Regions from separate parts of the Rattus norvegicus genome. Here region 2 is linked to region 1. A link is a contact called in public Hi-C data. All regions are on one chromosome and are shown on one strand. The core of a region is the stretch at or near the end of the contact, and the rest is flanking DNA. Distances in the headings are between cores, read along the strand shown. Region 1 has its middle 9.4 kb from the start of Tmem119. Region 2 holds the start of Iscu (iron-sulfur cluster assembly enzyme).

The links. A called contact is a pair of places that touch in the nucleus more often than the background predicts.
Region 2: a Hi-C map of the A7r5 cell line shows a contact between it and region 1, with 5 times the contacts expected there. The contact joins the promoter of Iscu here to the enhancer-like site in region 1. A contact is called at or near these places in 9 of 12 Hi-C or Micro-C datasets (the A7r5 cell line, the Rat2 cell line, Schwann cells and 5 more).

Annotation. Positions count from the first base shown.
Region 1 is chr12:48,477,491-48,482,100 of GRCr8, reverse strand. No RefSeq gene overlaps it. Among named protein-coding and RNA genes, the nearest start is that of Tmem119, 9.4 kb to the left of the region's middle. Within about 2 kb of position 1,915, at least 5 of the 93 cell types and tissues checked have an H3K27ac peak or open chromatin away from gene starts, as enhancers often do. A contact at or near this core is called in the A7r5 cell line, where this site is marked.
Region 2 is chr12:48,516,711-48,521,610 of GRCr8, reverse strand. Iscu (iron-sulfur cluster assembly enzyme) reads left to right here and starts at 2,915. Exons shown (of 5, transcript NM_001105936.1): 1 at 2,915-3,069; 2 at 4,324-4,437. The coding sequence starts at 2,956. Sart3 (spliceosome associated factor 3, U4/U6 recycling protein) reads right to left here and starts at 1,758. Exons shown (of 19, transcript NM_001107156.1): 1 at 1,436-1,758. The coding sequence starts at 1,744.

The sequences.
Region 1 (4,610 bases), core at 666-3,165:
ACAACAACAAGGACAGACTGAACTCTCCACACACACACAGCAAGAGAACACAGTCCGTGTGGTTCTAGGATAAAGGGCAGACTCAGTTGTTGGTTTAGAGTTGGTAGAATAACCTTTGGGGGATTTCTGGCTGGCAAGGGGCTCAAGGAACAGGGTGATTCTGATAATGGGGCCTTTAGGTCTGGGTCTCACGCATCGGGGAAAGGTACAATCGTGTACTGGAGATCTGCGTGGCCTAGCCAGATTATGACTCAGTTCAAAGCTCTTAAGAACCCACATCCCTCCGCCTGGGGATTACACATACAGCCCAAGGACTGGGGTCTCAGAACTTCCTGTGGCCGAGTGGCCAGCCAGCTGTGGCTGGCTTGTAAACATTTACATTCTTGCCGTGGAAGGAAACACTTTATGAGACTCACTGGGGGCCACGGGGGTGGCCAAAGTGCAGCTGGTGGCCACACTTCCCGTTTACCAGACTCCTGTTGGGTTTTTTCAGACTAGTCACCAACCTCCCTGTTCCACACACACACCCCGACACCCCGGTCAGCACCATGGGAAATGCAGACCCTGTAGGTCTAATAGTGAGGGGAGGGATGTGAAGCTCCCGGTCACAGGATGTCTCTCTCCTCTATTTCTCCTCGCTATACCCATCTCATCTGTCCACACTACCCTTCCCTTCCCTTTCCTTCCCTATCCTTCCCTGCCCACCTCATGATATGTTCTGGTTATTTTCCAAGTGCCACACAGACAAGTTTGTCCGTGTAGAACCTACATTCTAGTCAGAGGTTGTGGACCTCATTTGAAAGATGCCCTGATGGTGTCTCAGTGGTACTGGGCTGGCGACAGTGTAGGGGTAAAGCAAAGACAGCCAGAGGTGACCAGAGAGTCCAGGAGATGTCCTGAGAAATGGTCCAGGAAGGAGAGTGATACAGAGATCCTGGTAACTGTGGTCACCTGGTGTCATGGAGCTCTCGGGACATTTAAAGGGACTTGGTCTCCTCCACATCAACCATGTGTGTATGTAAAATATGGTCACTTCTTTCTTCCATCAAGCCTCTGTATAACCACAATTCCTTCCTCTCAAAGACCTAGAGAAAGGGATATTCAGAGTCCCATCTCCGGGCAGAGTAATGGCTCTACACCAACCCCTGATGGCTATACAGGCCTCTGGTCCTTGCCTGGGTTCCTGACCACATAGTTCTGACTCAGCTGAGCCCCCTGCCTTCCACCTCTGGGTCAAGTGTTACCCAGGGGCAGCTGTACAGGGGGAGCCTTCCAGGACATCCAGACCACCTACCAAGTGGAGCCAGGCTCTCAGGGTGGGATCAAGGAAGCAGCTGGTGTCACCAAGAGCACACTACCTGCCCTGAAGGTCTGTGGCTTGGCAGGGACACCTCGCATTGAGCGGCCGACCAACCAGGGCTGTCCCCTCTGCTGTCCAACAAGGTCCCTGTGGGAAAGCTGTGAGCTCTTGCCATTTGGATGAGGAACTGTCACAGTGATAGAGGCTTCTCAGGGAACTAAGGTGAAGGTCCCAGAAGCAGGGTTGTAGCACCCAGCAGGGCCCCCGCAAGGCAGGGGAAGCCTCAGGCACCCCACACTCTCCTTAAATGCTCATCGAGCCCCTCACCCCTGTATCTTTAGAGAAATGTCCTATTCTTGGACAGCTGTGCCCACAGCCCTCCCATTTCCCACCCAGACCCAGGACCCGGGCAGGTAAAGCAACAGACAGATCCTCAAGCTTGGGTCTAACCTATTGAGCCTGAGCCTGGGCTAGCAGTGTGGGTCAGCCGGGGTTGGGGGTACGGGGCCCAGCAGCTGCAAACATCTGGTTTGAATTGTCACTTAGAAGCTAAGGCCGGGCAGCCAAAGAATTTGTGAGCTAATTTTAGGCCAAAAGACAGAGCGCTCAGCAGGGCGGGGTCTGGCTCCCTAAAACCACAGAGGCAGACGGCCCGAGAGAGATGTGAGGCCCCCATGGTGCCCCCTCGACGGTCTGGCCTGCTTCACAGCTGGGGGATGGGCACAGATCAGTGCCAAGTGATCCCCCTCTCTACCTCAAAGGAGAGCAAGTGAGACCTAGAGATGGTGTTACCCACACTTCAAGTAAGCATCGGAGTCAGGATTTAAGGCAGTTACTCTGACTTGGAGACTTTCAAGGGTCCCGTTTCCACTCAGCCGTTTTTCTCAAAGCTTCCCTTCCTATGGATCCATAGGTGTTTTCTGTTTCTGTATTCCTACTGTGATAGATAGATAGATAGATAGATAGATAGATAGATAGATAGATAGATAGATAGACAGACAGACAGATAGAGAGATAGAGAGATAGATAAGGAGTATGAACTAAGCCGTCCCATAGAACAAATCCACAGCGCCTGCAAGAGGGACAGAGGCTGCTGGGGTCAACCCTGGTGGCTAGAATGGCCTTATCTGAGCAGGTAGAGTTCAGGCTGAGACTTAAAAAGTTCAAAGATAGGGGTTGGGGATTTAGCTCAGTGGTAGAGCGCTTGCCTAGCGAGCGCAAGGCCCTGGGTTCGGTCCCCAGCTCCGGAAAAAAAAAAAGTTCAAAGGTGTCAGCCGTGCAGAGGCCCATATGTAGCAGGCATCAGAAACGGCATGTGCAAAGGTCCTGAGGCAGAATGCTGTGCATCAAGGAGCAGGAGGCTTGAGGAATGGGGACTCAGAGGGAGGAGCACGGGGCCTTCCTTTAACCACCTGGACCAGATGTGTGTCTGAAAATGAACAGGGGGCAGGGTTGGGGCCTCAGAAGCTTCCATTGAAAAGTTGAGCAGACCCCCTGCCCATAGGTAGCCGATGAGCAGGTTCACCTTCATGAGGGTCCCTCTGAGCTTGTGGCCTGCCTATGGCTCCCTCTCCCCTAAATAACTGCCTTGCCTGGCTTCAGAAGGAGAGGATGTGTCTAGTTCCACAGTGACTTGATGTGCAGGGGTGGGTTGGGGGGTGGGGTCCTTCGTGTGTTAGTGGGGGAGGTAACACCCACTCAAAAGAGAAAGGGGGACTGGAGAGGGGGCTCAGCTGTTAAGAGCACTGACTGCTCTTCCAGAGGTCCTGAGTTCAATTCCCAGCAACCACATGGTGGCTCACAACTATCTGTAATGGAATCTGATGCCCTCTTCTGGTGTCTGAAGACAGCTACAGTATGTACTTATATAAAACAAACAAACAGACAAACAAAAGAGAAGGGGAAGGTGGAACAGGGGGAGAAGTTATATGAGGGGGCACTACGGGAAGAGACGGCACTGATATTGGGATATAAAGTAAGTAAATAAACTTAAAGTATATATAAAAAATAAACTAAAGTTTTTTAAAAAAGAAGAGCTGAGTGGGTCACACTCATGAACCGTTGTATTTGGTCTCCATGGGGACTGCTGAACTCTCAGGGGATATCACCTGAAGTTGTGCCTCTGTGACACACAGAGGCCAGAGCCAAGGCCAGACAACCACGAGTGCAGAATCAGCCACCCTAGGGGAATGAGAGGGCCCCAGTCAAACCCCCATGATAGCTCTCATCTCCCACTAATCTCGGCTATGGTGGGGGCTCTGCAGTCCAGAGCTACCAGCAGAGGTGGCTGTAACCTCCCACTACCAAGAGACCACTCCTCAACCAAACTCATGAGGACCAAGAAGCCAAAGGGATTCCAGAAATCATTGGGAAGGGAGTCTCAGAGCCAGATCCTTACTTATGCACCACAGACACTGGGAACCAGCCTGTAAGGGGACACTGTGCCCTGTTGAGCTGTGCCCCTCTACAGCTGTTGGATCATCCTAGCTGTGACAACCAAAAATACCTACAGGGTGGCCACAGTCGCCTGAGAGGTGAAGCTGTCACGGCTCACCAGCTGTGTGGGCTCTGGTACCATGCAAAGCTGGATCCCCAATGTCTTCACACTAATGTGTTTTTTCTAACCATGAGAAATCTTAAGAAAACAAGCTCAGAATTTATTTAACATAGATATCATGGACATTTCCCCCATTCATCTTTTTAACTTGTGTACTTGTGTGTGTGTGTGTGTGTGTGTGTGTGTGTGTGTGTGTACAAGTGGACACGTGCTATGGCGCACATGTGAAGTTCAGAAGAAAACTTTGCAGAATCAATTCTTCCCTTCCACTTTTCCTGTGGGCTTTGGGGGGATCAAACACATTTTTCAGGCTTGTATGGTAAGATAACTCATGGCCTTTACCCCAGGAATCCTCATACAATCCCCTTGTTACTGCTAGTAATACAGGTTTTACTCTGTAGCTCAGGCTGGCATAATGTTTGCTATACAGCTCAGGTTACCCTTGAACTTAAAGCAATCCTCCAGACTCAGTTTCCTGAGTACTAAAATGACAGACATGAACCATTATGACTAGGTTCCATATTATTTTCTTCAAAACATCATTTTCAGTTGCTCAGTATACTACTGAGATTCTGCCTCACTTACATTTTCAACTGTTAAAACATTCCCCAAATGTTTCCTGGTCACCCACAGTCCCCTCAGTCACCAGAAGCTGCAACAGAAAAAACAAAACAAAACAAAACAAAAAACAAGTCTCTCCTCCTGCTCACAAACATGCCCTATTTGTGCTTGGGAACTGAATGTGATATGAGA
Region 2 (4,900 bases), core at 1,666-4,165, 39 kb before region 1:
CCTCCATGAATTTAAGGCTTTCCAAGTAACATAAGGCTCCCTTCACCCCTTCAGACCTAAGATAGACACCGAGTCCTGCTGTGACTGGCTACGGGAACAAAACTTGCATCCCTGGTTCCCCTGCCCACATTTATAAACAGTGACTATTCATGCATCTTTGCTCAAATTACTCTAACTTGACTTTATCACCTACCCCTGCTAGCACACTGGATTGTAAAGGAGCTATCGCCAATGACAGATCAGGGACCATTTTACTGCTAGGGACCGGGCAACTACGGCAACTTCACTAGGCAGGTGTCATGGGTTATCATAATTATGATAATCCCATTTTACAGGAGCTGTTGCTCCTAATTTACATCAGAAGCTGTTAAGAAAACAAAAAACAAAAAACAACAACAACAACAACAACAAAAAAAAAACTTGAGGACACATGAGTAGAAGAGCTATTACACAATCCCAGAAGGATTCTGGCTCAGCGATGAGGACCACTGGTTGCTCTTCCAGAAAACCCAGGTTTGAGTCCCAGCAACCCCAGAGCGGCTGACAACAGTCTGGTAATTACAGGTCCTGGAGACCTGATGCTTTCTTCTGGTCTCAGCTCACACACTCATGCAGGCAAAACACTCATACACATAAGATAAGAGGGAGTTAGTGGCTCCTGCCTAGCAGGGACGACAGAGGGAGGCAGACCTCTGTGAGCTCCAGGCCAACCCGGTCTACATAACGACTTCCAAGTCAGCCAAAGCTACATACTGAAATCCTGCCTCAAACCCCGCCCCCACCAAAACAAAAAACAAAAAAACAAACAAAACAAAACAAAAAAAAAAAAAAAAAAACGGGCTTCAGATCAAAAGCCTCAACCTCTGCGCTTCTACTACAGTCGCGGTCTATTTTCCGTTCTACACCACATTTGACCATTATTACTATCCCTAAAGGAAAATAAGTTCTCCTCCGACTGTCAGACGGCTAAACCTTATCTGGTTAAGAGTGGCAGTCCCGGGCTGGAGAGATGGATCAGCAGGTAAAGTCGTTTGCCGCCACACCTGATGACCAGAGTTCAATCCCCGGAACCCACATGGTTATGAGACAACCGCGTCCGGGCATGCATACAAACACAAGTTTAAAAATACAAAAAGGATAAGAGCCCTGATTGGGTTCAGCCTGAAAAGATAAACACTTTCAGCTGAGTGTCACCTTGGGCAGGAGCCTCAGTTTCCCAGTGAAACCGGATTAACACTACTTCCCCAACCATGAAGAGGATCCAATGGAATACTTTACGGAAGTTCTGGGCACCCACTGAGCTCGGGAACCGGGGACCCACGGTGGCTGACAGCGCCCTGGAGACCTCAGCGGTCTCCATAACCACGGAGGACCGAGGGGGCGGGCCGGGCCTGGGGACCCGAGGGAAGAGAACCCGCCGCCCACCCCGGCCCACCTGCTCCTCCAGCCGCTCGATCTCCAACTGGTTCTTCTCCTCCTCCTCGTCGTACTCCCACTCGTCCTCCCCGGCGGAGCTCTCGGCGGAGGAAGCCATGGCGGCGTCCTCCTCATCCCCATCGCTCTCGCTCACACCTTCCTGGTGCACCTCCCGCTCAGGGCCCTTGGCTTTGGCTGTCTCCGCGCTGGACAGCACCTTCCTGCCCACACCCGCCGGCTTCGCCTCATCCTCCTCTCCCTCAGCCTCAGGCCGGGCCTGGGGCTCAACCTCCGGCTCGGACGCCGAGGATGCAGTCGCCGTCGCCATCTTGCGCAGCCCGCGATTCTCGGGTCCTCCCTCGCCCGCCGAAGCCCGGCGAACATTAGGCTGTCCGTGGCGTCTGCCTGACCAAAACTCCGCTCGGCGCCAGCGGAAGTGGCACGAAGGGCCTCAGGGCGGAGGAAGCCGTGAAGACTCCACCACTGATATTATCCTTAGGCGTCTCTGGACGCCACTGTCAGGAAGAAAGGCTCACTAGCATAACCTGCGTCGGGCTACGACCTTGGACAGCTTTTGGGTCTTGGGACCGGAAGTGGCAGCCATACCGGCAGTTGTGTGTGCGTGATGGCCATAGTTAAGGTCCAGACGCCATCTTAGGAAGGTCAAAGTCATTTTTTTTTTTTTTTTTTTTTTTTTTTTTTTTTGGACTAAAGGATTTCTGCAAGGCTCAGCCCGCTCCAGTGCGTTGTTGTTTCGCAGCAACCGGCCCTCAGGTGCGGACAAAATTCCAGTTCCTCCGCGATACAATGCACCATTCACGAGAAAAGCCTATCTCTCAGTATAAAGCTCCCTCCCCTTTCTAGCACCTAGTATCTAACAGGTGTTAGACGCATCGATTTTGTGACTATATAGCCAATGCTAACACATTACAGTAAGTATCGTCTCGGGATGCAGTGGATTGTAAAACAAACATGTACATGTCGAGGAGGTATGGTGTTTGTTTCTTTTATACTCCTCGTTGTTGAGGTAGAAAAAAAAAAAAAGAACACTGCTGTTTTCCTCTGCACTGCCTTTCTCCTTCATCAGCAAGGTTAACGAGACAGGAATTGCTTTCCTCGGGACTCCCAGGAATTTTTTTTTTTTAGTGACACCTAGTGTACACTTGACATGTTATTTGCTCCGTAGATGAAACGGCTGCCTTTGAATTAGAAAAAAAAAAGCCTGAACCTGAACAGAGACTCATGCAAGCTCGAATCCCAAATAAGCCTGAGTCTGAGCATCCTCGGGCAAGTCAGGCCCGGCTTCCCACTTCTGGGCGGCCCCACGCCCATCGCAGCACCAGACAAACGTGACCGCAGCTTCAGACCTTCCCGCTCTGCGCCGCGTCCACGCCCCTTCCGGAGGCGTGACCAAAGAGACCGGCCGAAACGCGTGCACGCGCTTGGAGCGGAGAGCGCAAGCGCCAAGCAGCGGTGACGTCATACAAGCGCGCCCTCCCTTCGGCGTCGCAGAGGTCGACGCAGGTGCAAGCCGGCAAGATGGCGGCGGCTGGAGCGGGCCGTCTGAGGCGGGCGGCGTCCGCGCTGCTGCTCCGGAGCCCGCGCCTGCCCGCCCGGGAGTTGTCGGCTCCTGCCAGGCTCTACCACAAGAAGGTATGGGCGGGCGAGGGGGTACGCGAACCATCGAGGGGACCTGCAGCTGTTGCACAGATAACCACCGAGGACCCCGCGGCCACCTCAGCCCCGCCGCGGCCGCTACTCCAAGTGTCCCAACTCTGACAGCCCAGAAGGGAGGGTCCTGGTATGTCGTGCCGGGGGTCAAGGGGCAGCACACATACATGCATGAGCACACGTTGCAGCACCGGCATGCTCACCAGCTAGGCCATTGCCCTGGCTAATTGGCCTTGAGCAAGTCACTGACCCTTGCCCAACCTTTCTCTTAGATCTCACATGGGTCTTCTGCAGTCCCTGTGTGTAGAGCGCTCGGTCCAACAAATGGAAACCACTTATGACGTTTACTATAGGAGCTGATGGCCTCGAGCTCAGCCAAGCACCTAGGCAACATAAAACTTCGATTCTCGGTTATTTATTTGTGGTGAGCAGAAAGTATGGAAGGGTAGTTTACGGCCCCCGCCTTCTAGGGACGTTAAAGTCCCCTTGACATGAGACTCACTCGAAAAAAACAAAACTACCACAAGCTGTACAAAACACCAAAAGTCCTGATTAGATGATGCGTGATGGAGCCCCAGGGCTTAGATTCAAGGTGCAGATGAGGGTGCCTCCTGGTGACTGGGGCTGGGGGGGGGGGTGGAGGGCACTCGGTTTTTATCTTGGTGTGTCCCTGACTTTAATGGCTGTTTGTTCTGCTCTGGCTTGGGTGCCATTGCCCAAGGCCTTCACCCCAAAGGGAAGGTTGTTTTGTTGACATTAGCTACAGGACCTTGTGCGAGCTGGCAGCGTTAAGGCACCAGAGGGCGCTCCTGCATCGGGGTGGCGGCGTGTTTGTTTACAGCCACCAATGACTCATTCATTCCCCAACCTCCGGCTCATTTCTAACAGTCACCTTGAAACTTCTTGGGAAATCTTACATTTGGAGCCATTTTTATTCTTGGGATTTTTAAGTGTATAATTCTCTTTGTGTATTGTGTTTGGTAAAAACAGAAATGGTGCTTGAGCACAGACCTGGTAGAATGTCTGAGTCAACTGATGGCTTTTGGTTGACAGCCCCTTGAAATGAAGGTGTGGCTGAGTTTTCACCGATACCATGGACGTATCTCCAGTACAAAGGTCGTTGGGGAGGAGATAGAGTTTAGGTCTCACTTTGAGCTCCTATCTCTGTCCCATACAAATTGCTGATCCGAGGGAGAGAGGAAAGCCTCAGTGATATCTGTTGATCTGCCATTTCAGGTTGTGGATCATTATGAAAACCCTAGGAACGTGGGGTCCCTTGACAAGACATCTAAAAATGTTGGAACCGGACTGGTGGGGGCTCCGGCATGTGGTGACGTCATGAAACTGCAGGTACTGGCTGGATGAAAAGGATCACCCCCTGCACCCCAACAAGAAGTTTGCTCACAGAGCATTTCATCTTGTCTGCCATTCCTGTGAGGAGGGATGGGCGGCTGACAAGGATGGGTCTCTGTTCCGAAACAGGTGGCCTCATTCTCCACAACACCACCACACCAAGGCATCGGTAGATCTTGCTTTCACCGAGTGAAAGACTTTGTGACTGTTCTGACCAAATGAAGGCCCCCAGTGAGAAAAGGAATGTGTTAACCAAACCTCTCCAGGAAAAGGAAGCGGGGTGGAAGGTGGTGGGCTGGGCCTAGGTCAGCTGGAGTTTTAGCTCAGCCTCAGCCTCCTTAATGGCAGGCAGAAAAGAGCTGTTAATTACAGTTGGTGCCCAAGAGAAAGGGATTGATGGAGACCTTGGTTACAGACTCTGTCAGTGCCTGAGGTGCTGATGGGGGGACATCTATAAACA